Linked DNA regions of Mus musculus: region 2 is linked to region 1. The links are chromatin contacts, called in public promoter capture Hi-C maps. All regions are on one chromosome and are shown on one strand. The core of a region is the stretch at or near the end of the contact, and the rest is flanking DNA. Distances in the headings are between cores, read along the strand shown. Region 1 overlaps Gm51583 (a long non-coding RNA gene). Region 2 holds the start of Lonp2 (lon peptidase 2, peroxisomal).

Evidence for each region. Promoter capture Hi-C pulls out the DNA fragments that hold promoters and counts their contacts.
Region 2: a promoter capture Hi-C map of neutrophils shows a contact between it and region 1, with 6 times the contacts expected there. The contact joins the promoter of Lonp2 here to the enhancer-like site in region 1. A contact is called at or near these places in 11 of 39 promoter capture datasets (the 3T3-L1 cell line, the HPC-7 cell line, cranial neural crest and 8 more), 1 of 484 Hi-C or Micro-C datasets (bone marrow-derived macrophages) and 4 of 115 datasets of contacts at active chromatin or transcription factors (T-cell acute lymphoblastic leukemia, cardiomyocytes, large pre-B cells and 1 more).

Annotation. Positions count from the first base shown.
Region 1 is chr8:85,566,404-85,572,362 of GRCm38.p6, reverse strand. It overlaps Gm51583 (a long non-coding RNA gene), which reads left to right. Exons shown (of 3, transcript XR_003947574.1): 3 at 332-394. Among named protein-coding and RNA genes, the nearest start is that of Gm51583, 5.7 kb to the left of the region's middle. Within about 2 kb of position 1,697, at least 22 of the 459 cell types and tissues checked have an H3K27ac peak or open chromatin away from gene starts, as enhancers often do. A contact at or near this core is called in neutrophils, where this site is marked.
Region 2 is chr8:86,620,124-86,625,924 of GRCm38.p6, reverse strand. Lonp2 (lon peptidase 2, peroxisomal) reads right to left here and starts at 1,882. Exons shown (of 15, transcript NM_025827.3): 1 at 1,509-1,882. The coding sequence starts at 1,741.

The DNA of each region.
Region 1 (5,959 bases), core at 448-2,947:
AACATTTAATTGGGTCTGGTCTCATATTTTATAAATATTCATTCTTCCTTACCTGCCTAAGGCATTCTAGAATTGTATCTGATTGGCTATAATAAAGATCTGATAGCCAATAGCTAGGCAGGAAGTGGAAGGCAGATTTTCTGGGCTGAGAGAGGAACTCTGGGAGAAGAATCAGAGGGCTAACCACCAGCTGACAAGGAGGTGGATGGATGAACCAGAGCTGAGAACGGCAAGATTGGTCAGGTTAGAGTATCTGGGAGGTAGTGCAAGGTAAAGGCCTAAGCTTTAAAATATTAATAAACCTCTGTGTCATTATTTATATCTCTGGCAGGTCTGAGAAAGTTCCCCTATAGAGGTCCATTATCACCATGGCAGGAAATACAGTTGTGTGAAGGCAGACATGGTGCTGGAGGAGCTGAGAGTTCTACATCTTGTTCCACAGACAGCAGTAGAAGACTGTATACCACACTGGATGTAGCTTGAGCATAAGAGACCTCTTCCTCCAAGAAAATCACACCTATTCCAAGAAGGTCATACCTAATACCTTTGTTCCAAAAGGTTTTAATCTATTGTCGCAAGACACTAGTTCTGACACGGGAGCAGGGACAGAAATGGCTAGCTGTTCTGGAAAGCTAGAACTAGCCCAAATTAAAGTTATTAGCCTCTGGATCTGCAACATTCCAATTTTTCCACGGTACTACAATCTTCTTATCATATTTTTTTTCATACATGGGTTTATATATAATACATAAGGTTAAGAAACAAACAAACAAATAAAACAACAATTAGACTTAATAGAAAGGGGCTGGGCTTTGTGAGGGCACCATGTCAGACAACCTTACAGGATAAGACAAGGACCCAGTCAGTGATGGGTCAATGGTGGGTAGGACTACACCTTGACCCCGATGGCTTAAATGTTCATATTCTTGGTCATTTTGTTTGTTTATTTGTTTGTTTGTTTCCAAGACAGGGTTTCTCTGTGTAGTCCTGGCTATCCTTGAACTTACTCTGTAGACCAGGCTAAGGTACTGAGGTACATATTTTATATACCACAGCAGACCTGACCTCCAGGTTCTCACGAGACCATACAGAACAGCTGACTTCACGAAAACCATTACAGGTCACTTAGGATGGTTAAACCCACCACCTCAGTTTCTCTGTTCTTTTCCTCCCTCCCTCCCTCCCTCCCTCCCTCCCTCCCTTCCTCCCTCCCTCCCTCCCTCCCTCCTTGCTCTTCTCGCCTCGCCCCACCCCACCCCTCTCCCCTTCCTTCCTTCCTTCTTTCCCTTCTTTCCCTCCTTCCTTTCCTTCCTTCCTACTTTTTGTTAAACCTGAGAACTGTGGTGAGAAAAGACCAAGTTCATGATTGTTCAATTAAAGCAAACTGTATTTTGGGGTGCACCCAGGACTGGCCAGCCTGCTACCTCATCCTAAGTTGGAATTTGAGAGAGCACCCCTGCTGGTTTCTTGAAGTCCTTTTTATAGGAAAGAGAAGGTGTTCATAGGGGCAGGGGGGGGGAGAGAGAGAGAGAGAGAGAGAGAGAGAGAGAGAGAGAGAGAGAGAGAGAGAGAAGGAGAGGAGAAGAGAGTTGACAGTTACACACTGTTAGAAAGATACAATGGAAAGAGAAGAAACAAAGGCAAAGATTGCATCATGCGAACGAACAGGTTGCACGAAGTTCTAGAAACGGGAACTTCTTAATCACAAATAGAAAGCTTAACTTGCAAGAACTTAACACAGGACAAACAGGAACTGTCTTACTGTGATCAGAACTCTTAACCTGAAAGGTGTATTTTTCCAGTTCATTCTCTCTCTCTCTCTCTCTCTCTCTCTCTCTCTCTCTCTCTCTCTCTCTCTCTCTAGGTTAAGACTTACTCTGTGGTTCAGGCTACTCTTGAACTTGTAGCAATCCCCCTGCTTCAGCCACTTGTATGTGGGATTCCATGTATGAGCTATCACATAGTTTCCCTGTATTTCTAAAGTCATAAAAACCAAAAATTGGTATAGAAACATTGTTATTCATGTTTCCACCAAACTAGGGCAAGCTTCCTGGAATCCCTCTTCTCTCTTATAACAATTGTATAGAAAAAAATAGAATGGGGGCTGGAGAGACAACTCAGCTTTTAAGAGCACTGGCTGCTCTCTAAAGGACCTGGGGTTGATTCTCAACCCTCATACAGCAGTTCACCACCTTCTATAACTACCGTAGTACCCGAGTATCCCACACTTTCTCCTGGCCTCCTCAGGCACTAGGAAGCATGTGGTACTTAGATGTATATACAGGAAAAATACCCACACGCAAAAATCTAAATTTAAGAAAAAATTAAAAAGGGAAAAGAGACAAAAACCAGGAATTAGGCATATGCTTACTTATAATAAGCCTGTCAAAACTGAGTGGAATCCTTTCCCAGCAGGCAAGGTTCCTGGCAGAAACTGTAACTTTGAAGGAATCCATTGTTTCAGCATAACTGGAGTAACCAAAATGAATATATCCTAGAGACACTGGTGCCATCAATATGACTACTAGACTACTGAAACAACAGACCCCCAAGAAACTGGAAGTCCCCCCAGAAATCTCACGGTGAAAAAAAGAAAAGAATGAAGCCTGGGTTCAGAGAGGAACTTGTCTCCACCCAAAAAAGATTTTACACAGTTCTTCTACCTTGTCAAACCTCCTTATAGGATAACACAGAAGCCCAGACAGTGATGGGTCAATGGTGAGAAAGACTACACCTTGACCCTGGTGGCTTAAGTGCTCATATTTCAAGACAGGGTTTCTCTGTGTAGCCCTGGCTGTCCTGGAACTCATTCTGTAGACCAGGCTGGCCTTGAACTCAGAGATCCTCCTGCCTCTGCCTCCTGAGTGCTGGGATTAAAGTACATACACCCTGCAAAAGTGTAGCCCAAGGTTTGGCCTCAATCTTGTGAGCCTCCCACCTCTGTGTCTTTCAGGAAATCCTCCTGTTTGTGTTGGCCCTCTGTTTAGTTTTTAATCTCACTTCAAGACCCTGAAGATGGACTTGAGGGGATCACTGGATTTCTTTGTCCTGCTTCCCAATGTCCTCTGAAAATAGCTACAGTGTACTCATATAAATAAAATAAATAAATCTTAAAAAAAAAAAAAACAACACTGGCTGCTCTTCCAGAGGACCTGGGCTGGATTTCCAGCACCCACATGGTGGGTCACAACCACATGTAACTCCAGTTTTAGGGGAACTGAATGCTCACTTCTGGCTTCTGCAGGCACACACATGGTGATTCACAGACATACAAGCAGGCAAAATACACCTACATATAATTTTTTTAATTATAAAAATAATACATTGTCTTTTGTTTTAGTTATGTTTTTATTGTTGTGATAAATACTATTACCAAAAGCAACTTGGGGGAAAAAGGTTTATTTAGCTTACAGTGGTAGTCCATCACGAAAGAAAGTCAGAGCAGCAGTTCAAGGAAGGAATCTGGAAGCAGGAACTGAAGCAGAAACCATGGAATTGTATTATTTATAGGCTTGCTCCCTGTGGCTTACTCAGTTTGCTCTTTTATTTTTTTAAAAAATTTATTTATTTTATGTGTGTACTGGCTAGTTTTGTGTCAACTTGACACAGCTGGAGTTATCACAGAGAAAGGAGCTTCAGTTGAGGAAGTGCCTCCATGAAATACAACTGTAAGGCATTTTTTCAATTAGTGATCAAGGGGGAAAGGCCCCTTGTGGGTGGGACCATCTCTGGGCTGGTAGTCTTGGTTCTATAAGAAAGCAGGCTGAGCAAGCCAGGGGAAGCAAGCCAGTAAAGAACATCCCTCCATGGCCTCTGCATCAGCTCCTGCTTCCTGACCTGCTTGAGTTCCAGTCCTGACTTCCTTGGTGATGAACAGCAGTATGGAAGTGTAAGCCAAATAAACCCTTTCCTCCCCAACTTGCTTCTTGGTCATGATGTTTATGCAGGAATAGAAACCCTGACTAAGACAATGTGTATGAGTACACTGTAGCTGTACAGATGATTGTGAGCATTCATGTGGTTGTTGGGTATTGAATTTAGAACCTCTGCTTGCTCCGGTCGATCCCACTTGCTCCAGTCGGCCCCATTGCTCTGGTCAATCCCGCTCACTCAGTCCCTGCTCACTCCAGCCCAAAGATTTATTTATTATTGTAAATAAGTACATTGTAGCTATGTGTGTGTCTATGTTCAGACACACCAGAAGAGTGCATCAGATCTCATTTCAGGTGGTTGTGAGCCATTTGAACTCAGGACCTTTGGAAGAGCAGTCAGTGCTCTTACCCGCTGAGCCGTCTCACCAGCCCTAGTTTGCTTTTTTATATACCTCAGAACCTTTGCCCAAGTATGGGACTGCCTACAGTGGCCTAGGCACTTCCACATCAATCATTAATCAAGAACATGCCCACAGACTTGCCTACAGGTCAATCTGATGTCCTCAACTGACTTTCCCTCTTCCTAGATGACTCAAGCTTGTATCAAGTTGATGAAATCTATCCAGTACAATCCTGGGCCTAGAGTATATTAATTTTCTACAATTACTGAAGTAAGTTGCTGAAATTCTAATAACCAAAGTGTGAGTTTGCTTCTGGGAACTCTAGTTTACATCTTCTCTGTTGGTCAAACATCACTTAGTGTATTTAGAACATATTGTCTATGTCCCTTGGTACTTGAAAGGCTTACTCCTCGGATATGCTGCAGAGGAGGCTGAAGAAGCAGGAATTGGTCTTAAGTAGAGGGAAGTGGCTGGAAAAGCCATTAAGAAATCTGTGGATATTAAATCTACTAGTTATCATGGTCTGTGTTTGAGTTTTTCTTTTGTCCTATGTATCTGTTAGAACATTTACCTCTAACAGATATGAGTATTGTATCTAAAATTATAAGAATGCATTGTGACCCAAAAAAGTAAAGATAGCAGATAAGTGAAACATATTTTAATTTGGATAAGAAGAGCTAACCCAAATCATTGGATATCTCTAACTAGAACAATGAGGTTCTTTTAAGGTTGTCAGATATTTGAGTATGTAATGGACTTCAAAGAGCATTTAATTTGCTGTATCTTGACATTTTTATTATTGGGGGAGGGGGTCTTCCTGGCAGCCTGAAACTTGCTATGTAGACCAAGGAGGCTGGTTTTTAATATATAAGACAATATTGTATTGCTACAAAAATCAACAGGCAGGCCACTGGAACAGAATAGAGGACCCTGAAATAAACTCACACAGCTATGCACATCTACTTTTTAGCAAAGATGCCAAAAATATGGACTGGAAAAAAGACCACCTACTCAATAAACAGTGTTGCAAAACCTACAGAAGAATAAAATCTGAACCCTATTTATCACCAGAGGGGGCGGGGGAACTAAAACCTGAAAAGCAGAAACTGATAGAGAAAACAATTCCAGATATAAGTATAGGTAGAGACCTTCTAAAAAGAACCCCAACAGCACAGGAAATAGCCCTAAGAACTGACAAACAGGGTCAGGGAGATAGCCCTGTGGGTAAAGACCCACCGTCTCACCTGGAAGTGGGAGGGAAGCACCAACAAAGTTGTCCTCTGACTTCTGCAAGTATGTCAGGGCAAGCATGTGCACACAGAACAAAGAAATAGCTTCTGTAAGCCAAAGCAAACTATAAGCAGTAGAGTAAACAGTCTATAGAAAAAACTCCCAGCAACCACATGGTGGCTGTAACCCTCTGTAATAGGATCTGATGCCCTTTTCTGGTGTGTCCGAAGACAGCAACAGTGTAGTCACATAGATAAAGAAATCTCAAAAAAGGGGGCTGGAGAGATGGCTCAGCCGTTAAGACTGCTCTTCCAGAGATCCTGAGTTCAATTCCCAGCAACCACATGGTGGCTCACAACCATCTGTAATGGGATCAGATGCCCTCGTCTGGTGTGTATGACGACAGCAACAGTGTATTCACATACAATATATATATAATATTTTTTAAAAAGAAAT
Region 2 (5,801 bases), core at 633-3,132, 1.1 Mb before region 1:
ATGATGATACAATGTAAACCATTATTGAGTTGTGCGTTTGTTTCATGCTTTACTGTTTATTTTGTTTTTAAAGAGCTACAGGCCTCCTTTGGAAACATGAAGAAAAGCTCCAAGTTGTCTAATGTAGTCAGTCACACTTATGAAATCCATTCAGAGCCAGGAACCCTTCATTTGAAAATAAGGAGGGGAAGGAGGCTCTCCAACCTGCTCTTCAGTATCAATACATTGAGCAAGAACTTGAGAAAAGAGCTTAAAGATAACATCTGCTAAGACACACTATAGACTAGTACTGTCCAATAAAAATACAAGCCATACTCGTGATTTTAGTATCCACAGGTGATTTTAGGTGAAGTGGTCAGAATATTAACATTGTAACATTTATTCTATGTAACATTAATTAAGCAGGGCAGTGGCACACGCCTTTAATCCCAGCACTTGGGAGGCAGAGGCAGGCGGATTTCTGAGTTCAAGGCCAGCCTGGTCTACAGAGTGAGTTCCAGGACAGCCAGGGCCACACAGAGAAACCCTGTCTCGAAAAAGAAAAAGGAAATTCACGTTTTCTCAAACTATAGTGTGCACTGTACATTTATGACACATTTAGGGTGACCAACTGCCTTGAGCTGCCTAGAATTGACAGCCTTTCTGGGCACACATGCACTCTAGTGTTAAAACTCATATTAGAGCATGCACACTTCAAGTGCTCTATACGCACAATCACTGTGCAGTCCAGGGAAGCATGGGGCAAACCAGTCTGCACAGATGGACCTTCAAGACACACCTAAGAGACATGGGAAATCACAGGGGAAGAGTCAGACGCAGGTGAAATCTACCACCCAAGTCAACGAACCAGAGCCGGGACACAGGGCTATCCAGTGACATCCCCCGGGCCTAAGATAAAAATGCCAGGAAGGAGCAAAGGTGAGCCTAGAGGCTGGGAAGACTGTAGTGGGAGACCCCAAGGAAAATGCTAACAGGAATGGCCCTTCATGAAGGGGAGGCCGTCGGGGAATAGAGAAAATAGGTAACAACATGTAAAACAAAGCACCCAAAAGTTAACTGCGTAGTTTAGGCATGAGCAGGAAAAAGAAAGAAAGAAAGAGAGAGAGAGAGAGAGAGAGAGAGAGAGAGAGAGAGAGAGATAGATAGATAGATAGATAGATCTAGATTTATAATGTTTCAGCTGGAGAACATGACCGGAGGTTGACTGAAAGAAAGGGGACAGGGTGAAAGGTGGTATGGGGGAGGGGCCCGGGCGCTGGGCGGTGAAGAAGGCTATGTAGGACACGAATTCACATCAGATAAGCACCAGCAACAGGCAGCAAATGAACTGCACAGAGTTTCCACCCGTGTCAGGCATTGCTCCGTGACTGATCCGGCTCACTAACGGTCACTGGCGAAAAGCGTCCCTCCCACTTTTCACGCTGGGGAGACTTGAGCCACAACTCCGCTCACAGGCCGCCGGGGCGCGAGTCCCGGAGGGCCTCCCTCCGAGTGCCCGGCGGGCCTACCTGTGCAATGGTGGCAGGTCCTGCGTGTCGCTGGCCGGGTCGGGTGTGTTGGGGATGACTCCTAGAATGGTGCTCTGCAACGACGTGCCCTTGAGCAAGCGGCTCCGCACCAGCTGCAAGTTGCGGGCCGTGTCCACACTTGTGCGCATAGTGGAGCCAGGCAGCAACACACTCTCGTGGGTCAACAGCAGCGGAAGGCGGCTGGGGATCTGGATGGGGCTCACGGAGGACATGGCCACTGGTCGTCAACACCAGAGGTGTCAGGAGGACTCCCAAGTACGAACTCTACACTTCCTTCGCCGAACGCACCGCAGCCGTCACTCGACGGCCCGCCCCCAGGCCTGAGTGCCGCCGCTTCCGGCACCGCCCCTTCCCCAGGCTCCGGTCCCCAGGCCTGCCGCCGCTTCCGGCCCCGCCCCTTCTCCAGGCTCCCAGACTTCTGCCCGGACGCTTCGGACTCGCCCCCGGGCCATGTGCTGCTGTTTCCGGGCCCGCCCACAACCCTTCCGGAGGCCGCAGCGGCTAAGCCTTCCGGTCTGTCACTCTCCCCCCCCCCCCCCCCCCAAAGCTAAAGCGTAGCGGCTTCTGGCTCCGCCCCTAGACCCAAACCCCTCAATTTCTGGCTGCATCCCCAGGCTGGTCCCTACATTAAACACCTCCGCTCCCCGCTAGCCCAGAGATACCCAATTTCTGTCGCTTCGCTCAGCCCTTCTCTCTGAACCAGTGATGCCAGACGACAAGCAAACCTGGTGCACAGACAGCATGAACAGTGCCTGCATTTAAATTCGGAAGGAATGTTGAGAAGGACGGTGTGCACTAGACATTTTTAAACCTTTTTATTGAATAGATTTTATATTTTAACAAGTATCCTATACCTCTCACTCGGTTTTCCCTATTATGTTGCATAACCATGGTTCACATAACCCAGGAAATTAGTATTACCATTACCTAATCCATAGACCTTCTCCCAAGCTGGTGGGTTTTACTATCGTCCTTAATTTTTCACTTTGTTTATCTCCTGGATCTCTTAAGTCTGTGATATTGCTTCCATCTTTGCTTTATTTTATTAGTATTTTAAACAGATACTTTTAAAAAAGGGGCATTCAATTATTTGTAGAAGGTCACAATTTGGATGATAGATTCTAGGTTGTGGTCTGAGTCACTGAGGTCTAGAGGGAGGGTGAACTGGTAGGTGATGATCTTGGTTGTGACACACTCATCAAGTATGCATTGTGTAGATATCTTGAGATAGACTTTGGGAGTAATATAAAGAAAAAATATATACAATAACTTACCTTTTTATTAAGAGTCTTATCTGGAGAGTAGAGGACTTATACTCTGAGATTCCTGGTGTCTTTTTAAAAATGGTACTTGGGATTGGACCAAGGGCTCTGAACATGGTAGGTATTTTATGAGGAAACTATGACCATCTTAAAAACCTTGGGGCATATTTTTTAAAAAAACTTTATTTATTTTTATCATGCATACATATCCTAAAAGCAACAAGTGTTTTGTGTGCATACTAATGTCTGGACTTATTTTTGTTTAATAAATTAATTTTTTGATTTTATTATTTTCTTGGTCTCCTAGGACAGGGTCTTAACTGAGTCACACATATGGCCAAAGAAAAAGAGTCATTCCAGGATGATATATGGCCTTGCAGGCAGCCAAGAGGTCTAGCCTCTTGTAGACTGAACCCCAAACAGCTGTGCAGAACCATGTAATTGTCACACAAAAGTTGTTTTTAGAGTAAAACAGGAACTTCATACCAAAACCCAGGTCTAATCTGTGTGTTTCTTGAAGGAGCACCAAAACCTTGCAACTTCAATTCTTACTGTCTACTGTTTGCTGTACCCGACTATGCAAGCTGTTTCATGTTTGTCAGGGCCTTCTTGTGACTAAACTCACTGTTTTCTACAGTGATTTTTTTTTTTGGTAAGGTCTAAGTAATTCCAGAAAATAATTACTTCATTCTGATGTTTACCCTAGATACAATGACTCTACTAATTGTCCCACTCTAGGGCTTGCTATGCAAGATTGATTTCCAACTTGAAATCTTCCTATCTCAGCCAGGAGTGCTGACGTTAGAGATATGTTCCATCGTGTCTACCTTAGACTTAGTTTGACAAATACAAATTCATATTGCACTGTAAAGGTAGGGTGTGGTACAGTGTAGTGGTTTGAATGAAAAAAAAATGTCCCCCTTAGTCTCAGCTGTTTAAATACTTAGTCCCCCAGTGGATGGCACTGTTTAGGGGGGCCTTGGAGGAAGTGTGTCACTGGAAACAGTCTCTGAGACTTTAAAGATCAGAGACATCCCCAGGTCAGTCTCTTTGCCTGTATTTCTGGTTCAGGATGTGAGCTCTCAGCTTCCTTTTCTGCCACTAGGCTTTGATCTACCATCATGGGCTCAAACGTTCTGGAAACTAAAACCTAAATAAACTCCCTATTCTATACGTTGCTTTGGTTAAGGGGCCCACATTTAAGTTGCTTGCTTGTCCACATGTTTCTATGATGGTGTGCATCAGCCCATTCAAGAGAACATCGGGAATGCACATGTGATGTCTTCAGTAATTGTGTGGTTTTCTTGGCCCTTTTAAAAACCGGATTTGCATGAACGTATTTCATTTATCTAATATGTGTTACTAGATATATAACATAATATATGTTAGACACTTACTTTATACTGAGTAAAAAGGTATACTTTATACCTGAGTAGGGTGCAAGGATCCATCAGTCAACAGTATAGATAAGGCTCAGGGTTTGTTTCAGAGTGCTTACATGCTATAAAAGTAGACAAAAATCAAGCCAACAAATAAAAAATGACAATTCCAGAGAAGAGTAAGTAAAAGAAATATAAAGCTGGGCAGTGGTGGTGCACTCCTTTAATCTCAGCACTTGGGAGGCAGAGGCAGGCGGATTTCTGAGTTCGAGGCCAGCCTGGTCTACAAAGTGAGTTCCAGGACAGCCAGGGCTACACAGAGAAACCCTGTCTCAGAAAAAAAAAAGTAAAAGGAATATAATATAAAAATATGCAATGATAAGAATGGGGCCAACATGGGATGGGGGGACCTTTAAAGGTTTCTCTGAGCAGGGAGGTTGTTTTTTTTAACTCTAAAGGCTGAGAGTGAATTAGCTCTGTAAGGGACTAGAAAAAAACCTTTCCAGTCAGAGGCTAGGACTAATGTAAAGATTAAGGAGTATTGGGAAGATTAAGGTGTGTGTGTGGGGGGGGGGGGGTTTCCAGTTCCTAGAAAAGAGGAGAAGCCAGAAAGACTGATAACAAGGATTCAACAGGCAACAAGGTGGACAAGACACTGTTTTTAGCAACTTCTGGAACTTACTGAAAGACAGCTCTGAAGAACAAGGAAGGCTGATGGTGTGGTGGGCCCAGGAGGACAAAAGGAACAAAATCCAATCCTAAACTGCTCGTGCCTTTAACCATTTAAGTTAGCAAACACAGTCATAGGTGCCATCATGACATTTCCATTCAGATATGTCAGGATATTTTATAACATTCTTGTGTGTGTGTGTGTGTGTGTGTGTGTGTGTGTGTGTGTGTGTGTGTGTGTGTGTTGCTGTTGTTTTTAGATAAGATTTCACTGGAATACATTCCCTCACTGAGATTCTAGGCATGTACTATCATTTGTGGCTCTTGTTGCAGGCGGCATGAATAAATCAGGCCGTTATATTATGTTACAGCTGAAAAACAAAACCTCTGGCTTTACTTGACTCTAATTGTTCTTCTTTGTGATCTGTTACTTGTTGATTAATGCAAGGAAGAGAGAACTTCAAGCTTACCTTTCTAAGACCTTTATTGGTTCAGTGATGTAATTAGCTTTTTACCTAGTGAGCAAAGGCTCAGGTTCAGAGCAGCGAGGGTCCTAGTCGTTTCCATGTGATGATTGTGTCCATCTAGCCACTGCCTTCATTGTCTTTGGAGATCTAGGGTTAGGTTTTCAGGCATGCTTTTTGGCTCACTCACTTGGTTATTGCTGGGCCTCACCTCGCCCACCTCTGCTGGCAACTTACCTCCTCCAAGACATTTCCATGATTCCCAGGTGTTCACAACCTGGATAATCCATTAGGCTCACCTATACCTTTAACTTATTTTATTCTTTTCTTTGCTGTTGTTTGAGACAGGGTCTCCTGTAATCCAGGCTGGTTTAAACTTGCTGAATAGGTGTAGGCTGGGATGGTCTTGAACGCCCACTAATCCTGCCTCCATGTCCCAGTTGCTGGCATGGACACCATGGCTAGTGACTTACTTCCATCTACACCACAGGAAAGCTA